2 separate regions of the Pan troglodytes genome follow, and region 1 is linked to region 2. Evidence: chromatin contacts called from public Hi-C data. All regions are on one chromosome and are shown on one strand. The core of a region is the stretch at or near the end of the contact, and the rest is flanking DNA. Distances in the headings are between cores, read along the strand shown.

The links. A called contact is a pair of places that touch in the nucleus more often than the background predicts.
Region 1: a Hi-C map of induced pluripotent stem cells shows a contact between it and region 2, with 2.2 times the contacts expected there. The contact joins two enhancer-like sites. A contact is called at or near these places in 3 of 7 Hi-C or Micro-C datasets (blood, induced pluripotent stem cells and stem cell-derived neural progenitor cells) and 1 of 1 other capture datasets (stem cell-derived neural stem cells).

What each region holds. Positions count from the first base shown.
Region 1 is chr3:72,802,715-72,809,395 of NHGRI_mPanTro3-v2.0_pri, reverse strand. All of the region lies in intron 2 of IGFBP7 (insulin like growth factor binding protein 7), which reads right to left. Among named protein-coding and RNA genes, the nearest start is that of POLR2B, 58 kb to the left of the region's middle. Within about 2 kb of position 5,150, at least 1 of the 24 cell types and tissues checked has an H3K27ac peak or open chromatin away from gene starts, as enhancers often do. A contact at or near this core is called in induced pluripotent stem cells, where this site is marked.
Region 2 is chr3:72,674,806-72,681,708 of NHGRI_mPanTro3-v2.0_pri, reverse strand. All of the region lies in intron 1 of LOC107974312 (a long non-coding RNA gene), which reads left to right. Among named protein-coding and RNA genes, the nearest start is that of IGFBP7, 54 kb to the left of the region's middle. Within about 2 kb of position 3,613, at least 12 of the 24 cell types and tissues checked have an H3K27ac peak or open chromatin away from gene starts, as enhancers often do. A contact at or near this core is called in induced pluripotent stem cells, where this site is marked.

The DNA of each region.
Region 1 (6,681 bases), core at 3,901-6,400, 130 kb before region 2:
TACTGAGTTTTGTACACCAGATCATCTACTTGGGAGTGGCCACATCCCTACAATTGCACATAGTGTATGTCAGACTTTCTAACAGAGTAAACCCAGCATTTCACTGAACTATTTCCCTTTCCTAAATACTTTCAAAATATAGATCCTCTTTTATTTCTTCCTGCCAGTTTCCTGCTAAGCGTGCATGTTTTAAACTAATGTATTTTTCTGCATGCCTGGGGAATATACATGGTCATAATTTCCTGCCACTGGTCACCATCATTCATTCACTCATGCTCTTGGAAATTCTGCTTCTCAGTTCCAGGCCTTTTGCCTGTCATGCCATGTTCAACTGATGAACTGTCACCCAGCACTAGGTTTGATGCTTGGGACCTTGGGGCTCTTCCTGCAACAGCTTCATCAATGGAAAATAGGCTGAGACCAAAGCCAATACCATTACTTTATTCTGAGGGCTAAGAATTAATCAAATGATTTACTGAACACCTAAGATAAAAAACACCTATCAAAGGAGTTCGAGACCAGACTGACCAACATGACAAAACCCTGTCTCTACTAAAAACACAAAAATTAGCCGATTGTGTTGGCGAGCACCTGTAGTCCCAGCTACTCGGGAGGCTAAGGTGGGAGAATTGCTTGAACCTGGAGGCAGAGGTTGCAGTGAGCTGAGATCGCGCCACTGCACTGCAGCCTGGGCAACAGAGTGAGACTCCATCTCAGGAAAAAAAAAAAAAAAAAAAAAAACAGCTGTCAAATACATGTGCTGTCATTGTTCTTTTATGACAAAACTTGCTGACTGTTTCTGTGTATGTCATGTCAAGATTCAGAAGAAACTCAGTTTCTTTGGTGCAAGGCCAATACTGAATAGTATCCTTTTTGCCCTCATTTTAAAAGGCAAAATGTTTTATTATATAAACTCTGGAAAATATACAAAAGAACGAAATTCAGTTGTAGCTCCTCGATACATATACATTTAGCAGCTGAGTTACAGAGTACAAATATTTTAAGCCTTGTGATAATGGTGAGTTTAAAAAAAAAAAGGATACACGAATTGTTTGTTCATTCCATCCCAGATCTCCTTTAAGAGCCAACCTGACATTTATTGATATTACCTTTGTAATTAGAAAGGATTTACAACCTCAAATAGCTAGTTTCCTTTTCATTTTCTTCTATAATAAAGCAAATCTTAATAAAGACCAGATAATAGTGTGTATATATAGACACTGTATGTATAAATATAATAAATATATAAATAAATATATACACTTTATTAACTTCCATCTCAGTGTTGCTTTTCCCATGTGGATCCCACTCCTACCATGTGTTTTTTGGTACTCTGCTGTTGTCTCGGCTTCAAACCTACACTGTATTTTCTCAGCTTTATGATGCCAGGACTGGGATTCAGCAAACCACATGTGATCTAGGCCAATTCCTGCTCTAGAAAAAATATCTTGCATGATTTGGAAAGCCTGGCTTTTTGCATTTTTTTTTCTGGAATTTTCCCACATTGCCACTATTAGTGAGAGAAAACCACATAACTTAATGTCTTCCTCATAAATGCTGTGAAGACAAACATACTCAATAGGTACCTTTTCCCTTAGTTTCCCAAGTAGCTGGCAGAAACGGTTTATGCTAATACAGCTTTTGAAATAGTTACTTAAAAATGGGTTGTAAGAATATTTTGGTAGAAGTATTAATTTGATCCAAGGTCTCAAGTAATATGACTCTGACCTTTATTTACTGAATTTCAGAATCATATGAGTTTTAGGTGTGACCAAAGCAAGAAAATAAACACTGCAGCACTGAAATACTGAATCTCAGCAACTGAGCCTCAAATCCCATAGCTCTTAGTAAGGAGCATTTTATGCTAATTAACCTGATCCACTATGGAAAGGGAAATGTATCTTGTTAAATATAATATGTAACAGAAATCACAATATATATATACTTTATTTTTCCCTTCTTTTCACAATTGTTGGCATGGCGTATTTTAATTAATGTTACGTAATTATAAAAGGTTATACATCATGTAGAAAACATAGAAAAAAGTGCCAAGAATTTTCATATGACAAATTTTTTTATGTCAAACTCTCCCTTATTCGTGTAAGGGGATTCTAAGTGTTGATAAGTATGTGTTTTCGTTTTTTTTGAGACAGAGTCTCGCTCTGTCACCCAGGCTGGAGTGCAGTGGTGCGATCTCAGCTCACTGCAACCTCTGCCTCCGCCTCCGGGATTCCAGTGATTCTCCTGCCTCAGCTTCCCGAGTAGCTGGGATTACAGGCATGTGCCACCACGCCTGGCTAATTTTTATAGTTTTAGTAGAGACGGGGTTTTGCCATATTGGCCAGGGTGGTCTCGAACTCCTGACCTTAAGTGATCCACCTGCCTTGGCCTCCCAAAGTGCTGGGATTACAGGCATGAGCCACTGTGCCTGGCCAATAAATATGTGTTTTCTAGTTAAAATTGGAATTAAAACTAAAAAAGAGAGGTTAATATTCAGTGCTAGTAAAGATGCAGAGAAATGGCACTTCTCCATTTCTGGTGGGAGTGTGAATTACTACAATCTATTTAGAAAGTAATCTGACAATGTCTGTTAACACTGAAACAAATATTTTGACTTAGGTAACTGTTGGGGAATCTATCTTATAGCAATACAATCACTAGTATGTATGATATGTGTACTTTGATGCTTAAAGTAGGTTTTTTAAGTTAACAAAAATTTGGAAACAACAGAAAAAATACAGAACTGATTTAATAAATTACAGTATTCATACTTGGAATATTACGTAGCTGTTGAGAAGCAGACTTGGACGGATGTCCATGAAGTATTTGTTGAGAAAAGCGAGTTTCAGAATAATTTACTGGCACACTATATTCTCATTTCACCGTAGGGATATATGTTTGAATATGCTTGGATATGAAAAAGAGTGTGGAAAGATACAAACCAGGGCAGTTCACATTGGTTACCTCAGGCAGGAGGAGGAGGTGGGGGGAGATTCTCAACTCTTTCTTTATACGTCTTTGGATAATTTCTGCTTATTACTATTACCTTAGAGGTCACTATTTTTGATTAAAAAATATTCTTAGAGGTCAAGGAAGCCCTAATCTGAAGAAATATTCAGGCAAGAAAAGAATTAAACAGAGAGCCTCTCCGTTTCAGAAACAAATATTGGGAAGGTGTTTTGCTTTCGCTGTGAGCATCATCTTTGATTTAAAAGGGTTAAGTCAAATATGGCTATTTCAGTTCACGTTCCCATTTCAAAATATTGCCCTTCGAATCTTTCTAGGCTAGGAGTTTGCTGAAAGGTATGGGGCTTGTTAAAGCCAGCTTTCCTTACTACCAGTAAGGAAAGTAAAGACCACTCGCCAGGCTGCGCCAACCGTAAGAATTGCCACCGTAGTCTCAAGTGTCATGGAGAAAAGGCTTGTACCATTAATTCTGCTGTTGCTAAGAATCCTTGAGCAAGAAGGACATGCTGTCTTTATTTGAGCCTCAGTTTCTCTTGTTTTACAAGTGAGGATTCTAATAATCTATCCAAAAAGGTGTTCTACTCTTAAATTGGATTAGAAACACACATGATAGTAAATATGTTTGTATTCTTAACAGTCTGGTTACAAGGACAGCGATGAGAAAACAAATACCCTGTTTAATTATTTAGGTCAGTGACTTCCCAAGTTTCCTTAGTTTTGACATGGACCAAACTATCGTATATCTGGAATATACAAAAGTTTTAGGAAATGACACCTTCATAAGTGGTAAGTGTGATGCCTTAACATAGGTTCTGTTCTATTTTTTATTTTTTATAAGAACATGCTGGTTGTGATCGCTACATTAGTTCCAGGAGTCACTGATGGGTCATGGTCTGCAGTGTAAGAAACATTGCTTTGGGTCATGCATGTGGCAAATTACATTATGAAGGTAGAGGAAAACCGGCAGAGCATCACAGTTGGGTTTTGCTTGTTCTGGAAAGTCTGCAGAAAAAATTGTTTCTCTCCTACTTCCTCTTCACTTCTTTACTTCAGCACTCATCTCGTTGACTGACATAGTGGGTTTTTTTTTTTTTTTTCAGAGACAGGATCTTGCTGTGTTGCCCAGGCTGGAGTGCAGTGGTGCCATCATAGCTCACTGCAGCCCCACCTGCTGAGCTCAAGCGATCCTCCCACCTCAGCCTCCCGAGTGGCTAGGGACTACAGGTGCGAGCCACCACACCGGCCTCAACTGCCTTGGTGTTTCTGACTAGCCCTGAGGACAAGCCCTCAGGGAGGCCTTGTCTATTGGGATCTGCCCTGTACAGTCCTAAAAGGGAAAAGATTCCCGAGGCAGACGTATTCCTCTGGTATGTGAATACTGTAGCTGGGATTGGGTAGAGCAAGGACTGAAGAAATTATTCTTTGCCAAGATTTGCCAATAAGGTCACATGCCCCAGGACGCTTGGGTGACCCTCGCTTCTCATTGTGTAAGTATCCCTAGAAAACTGTAGAGAACTGTAACGGAACTTTTCATGGGCATTCCTCGGAACATTATTTCTCCACCTCCCCACACCCTGAGCAAACCAGCAATCTCCAAATTAGCAGTGAGGAACGCCTGCAGTTCTTGCAGTAAGGATGGAGGGGAACCCATCCACCGACTGCATTTCTGCTCTTACTCTTGCTCCGCCTTCCTCTTAAAAACATAACTGATCGGGGTGAAATTTTATTGCTCCTTTAAGAGAAGCTTCACTGTAAAGGATGGTATAGTAGTGTTGCCTCTGCCATCACCCCCACCTCAGGCATTTTCTGGTACCTGTTGCCAGATTTTACACAAACCAGGCGGATTCACGCCGGTGCCAATGTCAGTGGCCGCATCCCTCCGGCCGCATGGGGGAGCCAGAGCTTAGCAGGTGACCCGACCTGGGCTTGAGCCCTTCGTGGGATTTTCACAATGCAGCAGGGAGAAGGGAAGCCCTTTCTTTCCTCTGGGGTCTTTAAACTGTAATAAAAATGTGAGTGGAGTTGATATCTCCCACTGCATAGGAAGCTTTCTGAAGCAGAAGAAAATGAGACTAGTATATTGAGAGCAAAGAGTCAAGAGTTAGCGTTCTGATGGCGTGTGTACCTGGATGCAGGGGCCCTTGAGGCTGGATCCCGCCCCGCTTTTTGTTTTGCCTAGGCTGGTTTCAAATGGGCTGGTAGAACTTGCAACAGAAAGAGCTCCGACTGCGGGAGCCACAGTCCTCCTGGAGTTCTAGAAGTTGCTTCTCCGGTCACACAGAGAGCAAACAAAATAGTCAAGGGAGACTATTATCCACCTTAGAGCTTGCTGGAGAAGTAAGGCAGCTTAAAATGGATGTCTGGTTAGGTATGCCCTTTTACTTAGACTAAGTTTCTTTTTTTGTAGCATGAGTTTGATAATTTTTTAATTTTTATTTTTCGTAGGATAGTTGTGAGGCTCAGCAATTCAAAATGTATAAAAAGGACAAAAACGACCAGGCGCGGTGGCTCACACCTGTAATCCTAGCACTTTGGGAGGGCAAGGTGGGCGGATCACCTGAGGTCGGGAGTTCGAGACCAGCCTGACCAACATGGAGAAACCCTGTCTCTACTAAAAATACAAAGTTAGCCAGGCGTGGTGGCGGGTTGCCTGTAATCCCAACTACCTGAGAGACTGAGGCAGAAGAATCACTTGAACCCGGGAGGCGAGGTTGCGGTGAGCCGAGATGGTGCCATTGCACTCCAGCCTGGGCAATAAGAGTGAAACTATGTCTCAAAAAAAAAAAAACCAGACAAAAACCTAAGTGTATGGTATAATTGTGAGGTGTTAGTTGATGGCAAATAAGTGTTTTCTTTTCCCTTCTCCATACATGCTGAGATGATGTTGTCCTTCAAATATGAAAATAATTATACAAGATAATGCCACTTGAAGGGAAAAATTTCCAGGAACAGTAGCTAATGTCTACTGAGTGCTAACTATGTATCAAGTGATTTTTACTTGCATTACTTTATTTAATCTTTATGATAATTACATGCTACTTTTATAAGGTAGAGAACAGAGTTGAGGCTAACAGCAGTGGTTTTCAGTCCAGGGCAATTCCCCAGCTCCACACCCTTAGGGGACATTTGGCAATGTCTGAAGATGCTTTTAATTCTCACGACAGGGGGGATGGGGGAATGCTACTGTTATATAGTGGGTAGAGGCTGGGGATACTGCTAAACATCTTCCAAAGCACAGGCAGCCCTCACAACAAATAATTATCTGGCCCCAAATGTCAATAGTGCTGAGGCTGAGAAACCCTGGCTTGCAGAGAACTCAGCCACCCTGGCTAAGGAATTCACACTCTTTTCTTTTTTTTGAGACAGGCTAGAGTGCAGTGGGGCAATCACAGCTCACTGCAGCATCAATCTCCTGGCTCAAGGGGTTCTTCGGCCACCTTAGGCTCCTGAGTAGCTGGGGCCACAGGCATGCCTCACCATGCCCAGCTAATTAAAAAAAAATTATTTGTAAGAAGGAAGTCTCACTGTGTTGGTCAGGCTGGTCTCAAACTCCAGGACTCGAGTGATCCTCCTGCCTCAGCCTCCCAAAGTGCTGGGATTACAGGCATGTGCTACTGCACCCAGCCTCACACTTTTTTTTTCTTTTTCCATTTGGGAAGTCATTTCAAAGCTGATTTATTGAAAGAATATCATGCTTTTTCCACTTGGGGCTGG
Region 2 (6,903 bases), core at 2,364-4,863:
TCACTACAGCTTCCTTGTTTAGCCAGTGGGGCTCATACCACATACCTGGTGGGTTTCTGGGAGAATTAGAGATAAAGTATGGAAAGCACCTAGCACCACTCTGGCATATAATGGATGCCCAGTAAGTGGTCTCTATTGATATTTTTCCTTGTTCCTTGGCCCTAGACTGGTCAGGTTGTCAGAGGAACAGAATTTGACCACTTAATTAGAACAATGTTTCAGTAATATATGACTGCATAACATACAGTTCCAAACTTCGGAGTGTAACATATTATTATGTACATAAATCCTATGGGTCAGAAATTTGGGCAGTGCATGCAGGGGTGACTGTCTGTGGTCCACCATGTCTGGGTCCTCAGTAGGAAGGCTTGAATGGTTGAGGCCTGGAATCATCTAGAGGCTTCTTCACATACATCTAGCTGGGATGACTCAAAGGCTGGGATCAGTTGGGACCACTGAACAAAGCACCTGTACCCAGCCTCATCACATGGCTTGGGAATCTTACAACAGTGCAACTGAGCTGTGAGAGGGGGAGTCTTGAAAAGGGGTGTCTGACAGCCGCCCCGTCCGGGAGGGAGGTGGGGGGGTCAGCCCCCCGCCCGACCAGCTGCCCCGCCCGGGAGGTGAGGGGCGCCTCTGCCCGGCCGCCCCTACTCGGAAGTGAGGAGCCCCTCTGCCCGGCCACCACCCCGTCTGCGAGGTGTACCCAACAGCTTATTGAGAATGGGCTGTGATGACAATGGCGGTTTTGTGGAATAGAAAGGGGGGAAAGGTGGGGAAAAGATTGAGAAATCAGATGGTTGCCGTGTCTGTGTAGAAAGAGGTAGACATGGGAGACTTTTCATTTTGTTCTGTACTAAGAAAAATTCTCATCCTGTTGATCTGTGACCTTACCCCCAACCCTGTGCTCTCTGAAACATGTGCTGTGTCCACTCAGGGTTAAATGGATTAAGGGCGGTGCAAGATGTGCTTTGTTAAACAGATGCTTGAAGGCAGCATGCTCCTTAAGAGTCATCACCACTTCCTAATCTCAAGTACCCAGGGACACAAACACTCTGCCTAGGAAAACCAGAGACCTTTGTTCACTTGTTTATCTGCTGACCTTCCCTCCACTATTGTCCTATGACCCTGCCAAATCCCCCTCTGTGAGAAACACCCAAGAATGATCAATTAAAAAAAAAAAAAAAAAAAAAAAAAAAAACTAATGATAATCCTGCACCCAGGTGAAATAAACAGCCCTGTTGCTCACAAAAAAAAAAAAAAAAAAAAAAAAAAAAGAAAAAAGAAAAGGGGTGTCTGAAAGTGAGCATTCTAAAGGAGCAAGGCAGAGGTTGCAAGGTTTCTTTGATCTTGCCTTGGAAGCCACACAGTGTCATGTATTCTGCTTCTCTTGTGACAGGCGAATTACTAAAGTTAGTGTAGATTCAAGCTGAGAGCAGCTAGATTCTAGCAGCAAGGCCACGTCTCGGAAGAGCATGTAGGATGGAAGATATTATTAAGGCCATCTTTGAAAAATGGCATCAGCTACAAAGAACAACCTACATTAGACTCCTTTAGACTTGTTTGTTGGGCTTCTCAAAAGGAAACAGTGGAGCCCAGGAGTTTGAGATCAGCCTGAGCAGCATAGTGAGACCCCCATCTCAATTACATATAAAAAAAGGAACAGTGCACGGTGCAGTTCCCTTCTCAAAGGGAACAATCACATTGTTTATGTCAATGTATCTTCAGACAAGTTTCAGCAACATTGTTGAGATTTGCCTGAGGTAACACTGTAAGTTGATAGTGAATTAGACCCTGAAATTTCAGATATTGACTATATTCAAAATTATAGTGTATTTTTAAAAAAATAACAGCTTTATTGAGATATAATTTGTATACCATGTAATTTTTTCATTTAAAGTGTACATTTCAGTGGTTTTAATATATTCACAGAGATGTGCAACCTTCATCACAAGCAATTTTAGAACATTGTCATTGCCTCACCTAGAAATGAAATATCTAGTGTAACAAACAGCTGTGTTTCAGCCAATCACAAGCAACTAATAGGATTCAGCCAATCTCAGCAGCCAACTCATCACACTGTGTCCAAATAAGGCAGATGCCTACCTGTAGCCAATCAGGTGATTTCTCTGCTTTGCTTGCCTGTTCAGCCTTTAAAATCTCTCTGCCCACACTGCTGGGCAGGGCTCTCTGAACCTCTTCTGGTTTGGAGTGCTGCCCAATTCATGAATGGTTCTTTGCTCAAATAAACTGTTAATTTGTCTAAAAGTTTTTTGCTAACAGCAATACTGGAAGAATTGTACTCACTGCAAAAATGTCTAGCATATGTTTTGTTTAGCTTCTAAAAATAAGATTGACATTTTATTTCAACTTATCAACAAATACAACTCCAAAATACAAATACCCTAATCATTTTCTAGTAGCTGTTCTCCAAGGACAGAGGTGAGCTTTTAATGAAACTGATTTAATTCTTCACAACATCCCTGGGGGTGGTATGGGAGAAGCCTTAAAAAAAGTCAGGTTTTATTGAAAACACTACCTGGAAAAATAGACTTGAGATACACTAATAGTCCTCTCAACACCAAAAAATCCTAGATGTGGGAGATCTTGCTTAGTCAACCCTAACTTGGAAGAAGAGTTTGCATTTGATCACATCCAGTGATGACATATAATTTTATCCTTCTCCAAGCTCTTTTCAAGGATCATCGTATCTGATCCTCAAAACATTCCTGGAGGCCCACTTTACTGTGATATTACAGATGAGGAAACAACCCAGAGGAGCTGACAGATTTAAGACCCAAAGTGACTTTGACCCAAAGCCTGCCACCCGCACCATCCCAGACCCCAAAGACTGGTCTGCTTTTTATTTTCACACTTATTGGAGACTATCTTTCATTTGCCCATGGTAGTGTTTCTCTTTCTAGAAGCTTCTTTATTGTTTTAAGATGAAAAAATTCATTACTAATTTCCAGAACCTCAAAACACAAAACAACTGCTTATTTTCCTGAGCTGCTGCGTGAGTCAGTGATTCCCAGTGTTGCTGTGCCTGAAAACCCACCACTAATGACAGCGCCTTGTGCTGTTGAGTTGCACGCGGCGCCCCTGCAGTCCAGGGCTGGGGCTAGCCCGGCGAGCGCGCGGCAGGCAGAGCATTCCCGGACGAGTCCGGTAGATGGCAGCATTGTGCAGCCGATGCGTCCTCTCCCAGCTTGCGTCTCATTTTTCCCTCTCCCCCTTTCCTGGGCTCAGCGGTGAGGCTCAGGTACCGGCGCCTCCCTGATGCCTACTATGCCGCGCCATCTCCAGATGGTCCGCACCTGGCGGGTCACGACGAGTCTCAATCCACAGCATGGGGCTGACTCGGACTTAGGAGTTTTTGTGGCTCCAGGCGTAACCGTTGCTTTGGATAAAATTGGTCCAGTTCACTTGACCAAGGAGAAGTGCAGAGGAGGATAAACGTCCCCATCCCCGTGGTGTCCTCTCCCGACTCCTTTCGTGTAGTGAGCTTTATTTTTAGAGACTCCCGCGCCTGCCAGCCGCTCATGCTCGGGTTCCCCGAGCGGAGGGGCTCCGCGTGCAGTGTGATGCCCACTGTCGCCGGCAGAGGGCACCGTCGTCACACGCTGCGCAGGAGCCGGCGCGGGAAGGCGGCGGGGCTGTCCTTCCCGGTCCGCGTCCTACGCGTGACCTTGGGACCCGCAAATGTCTGCGCCGGAGGCATTGCCTCTTCCCGACTATGGGGGATACTGCACGGGGCTCCCGATGGCCTCTTCCACGCCTGGCCCTTCACTTCTTGAAGCTCACCCTTTTCTTATTTGATCTTTCTAGAACTGGCGCTCTCTCCCTTCAAACTCTGTCCCACCTTGGCTAGGTTCTGGTTCTGAGACTTCTGTCTCCCTGGCTGTTACTTTCCGTTTTTCAGGAATTTTCTTCCTTTGCCAATCCTTTAAACGTCCCTGATCCCAGGATTATTTGTTCTTCTAAGACTCACTCTGCGCACCCTCGCAAACCCACCGCCACCCTCTTCACTGCCTTGTCTTGACGACAACCACATTTTAATCTCCAGTCTAAGTTTATCTTTTGAGCTACAGACCCATTTCTTCATTTTGCCAGGCCAATAGGGACTGCTTGGAAATAACGCTTAGAAAGCAGCCAGTCTAAGAGCTGCTATTTCATTGAGGATGGTAGTCAAGGTTGTCTTCTGTCTAGAAATGCTTTGAATGACAAGTGCTTTGCTTCCAGCCAGCTGGTGTTTCTCTCTGAAGCCTTCTTCAAGGTAAAAAAAAAAAAAAAAAAAAGTTTTTAGTGCTTACCTAGAGATGCAGTCACCAAACTTAACCTTTCCCCCCATTCCCCTCTTCTGCTGAGGAAACCATGCCAGGCCACAGGACCAAAACCTCCTTTGCTAGCTCCCTCTGTTTAGACCTGGACAGGAGACCTACCTTAAGGCACAAAAATGCGTGGGAATGGGCCAATCAGAGTCTTTTGAGATTTTGGGACTGGAATGTTGAAAAGAATTGTCTGGTGAAAATATGGAGAGCTCAGCGAAGAATCTGTAGACAAAGGGGTGTGTAAAAGATGAGTTGCCTGAGGGAGCAGGCTGAGGTAGGAGGAGGACAGAGCAGACAGAGGTAGTGGAGAGGGCCAGAGTGCCCCAGAAAGCTCTGTTTCGTTCCTCAAGAAACTCAACAGTCTCTTAATTTTGGAAGGTTTTTCTTTTTAAACTTTTTAAATTATTATTATTATTATTATTATTATTATTATTATTATTTTTTAGAGACAGCCTTGCTATGTTGTCCAGGCTGGTCTCGAACTCCTGACTTCAAGTGATCCTTCCACCTCGGCCTCCCAAAGCACTGGGATTGCAGGTGTGAACCACTGTGCTTGGCCTATGAAGGTTTTTCTATATTCTGTCCATAGCCCCTTCATCTTGAGCCAGTGCAGAACTGTAGCTAATTCATGAAGAAGCAGAGGACATGAAAAGGAAGGAAAGGGAAGACGGGCTGCTGACAGAATCAGCAAGGTTTAGCAGGCAGCTCCACTGGGCTGACAGAGTTGGGAGGTTAGTGGCTGTTGTGGTGGTCGGGGAAGCAGAGAAGTTAAATTCCACATTCCCATGAACTTACCACTCCCCTTCCTGAAAATCCCCACATCCCACCTATTGCTGGATCTTAGCAGGTTGGTCAGCCATGACTCCAAAAGTCAAATGCTTTTTGCAAGTGTCACTAGACTTGTGGAATGGGATAATACCAAAAGACAAACCCTGTCAAGTATTTATGGAATGCTTATTTTATGGGAAGGGCTGAGGTGAGAAATAAAACTGAGTAAGATAAGATGCCTACCTTCAAGGAGATCCTCAGGGAACACAGGCACTTGAACATAGCACGGGCACTAACATAGAATTAAGTTCAAAATGCCACATGAATACAGGAGAAGGGAAAATTAACTCCGCCTTTGATGAGGGTGGGAAGGAGCCAGGGAGAACTTCAAAAGGGGAGGTGACTTTTGAGCTGGACCTTGAAGGATGAGTAGGAGTTTGTCAGACAGAGAAGAGAGATTTGCATTCTAGGGAAAGAGAGCAAAGTGTCAAAAGAATACAAGTGCATGGTGTATAGGAAGACTTTTAGTACTGTGGAGTATCTTTGTTGTATGCATATGGGGTTGGGGTTGGGGTTGGGGGTGTCAGTGGCAGCAGATGACAGGGAAAAAGGAGGCAAGGGCCAGAATGTGAAGGACCTTGAATGTCAAGATTAGGAGCTTGGACTTGATCCTGAGGACACTGTGAAGCCACAGAAGCTTTTAATCAGGGAGTCTTATATTAGCTGCCTTTGGAAGGACAACTGCAGACTGAATAGAAGATCCCTGGAAAGAGGAGAGAGCAGAGGAGGTCAGTCACATCGCCTGAACTCAGCTGCAGCTGATAAACTTTCTAGCAATATCCTGGGGCTTAGAGAAGAACAGGCAGGCTATACATTTTAACTGATTGAAGCATTGTCCTCAAGGAGGGCTGATGAATCCGTGCATGCTCACCATTAGCACGGAGGGTCATGGTTCTACTACTGAGCTACAGGGTGCTGCATTCATTCATTCATTCATCCATCCAGCAAACATTCATTAAATGTCTCCAAGGGCCCAGTTTAGTCTGTCCTCTTCAGCCTCAGGGATTGGTTCCACCATACCGAGGGTACCAAATCCACAAATGCTCAAGTCCCTTACATAAAATGGCATAGAACAGTTGGCCATTTGGTAGATTCACCAACCAAGAATGGAAAATATGTACGTACAGCTGGCCTTCGGTGTCACTGGGTCTTTATTAGCAGCTGGTTGAATCCATGCATGCAAAACCGGTAGATACAGAGGGCCAACTGTACAGCTTTGGTGCTAAGGATAACATGGGCAGGAAGTAGGCATGGCCCCTGCTATCATAGAGTCTGTTGTTGAGGGAGAGAGACAGCTATTAATCAGATGATTTCATGACCTAGTGCATAAATTTCCCATTTGGAAGGAAAAGAATATAGTTCGGTGAAAGTGTATAACAAATAACTCCCCCTGGCCTCGGCTTTGGCTAAGATGCAGAGCACTACTGGGAATTTACCAGGTGAGAGGAGGGGGTTGCAGGAGAAGGAGCAGAATGTGCAAAGGCCCCGTGGCCTGAAAGAACATGGTATGGTTGAGGAACTGGAAGACTGTGTGACGGGGCATCAAAAGAAGACTGAGATGAGCTAGTGAGAGAGACAGGAGCCAAGCCATTGGATCTTTTCCTGTCCAGGTCAAGCTTTAGATAAAGTATTTGTTTAGAAGAATAGGTCAGTTAAATCTGAATGATGCAAAGCTGAGAGGACAAGTGGAACATTTGAATTGCAGAATCAAGATTTAAGACAATCTTGCAGGTCTAAATTAAAA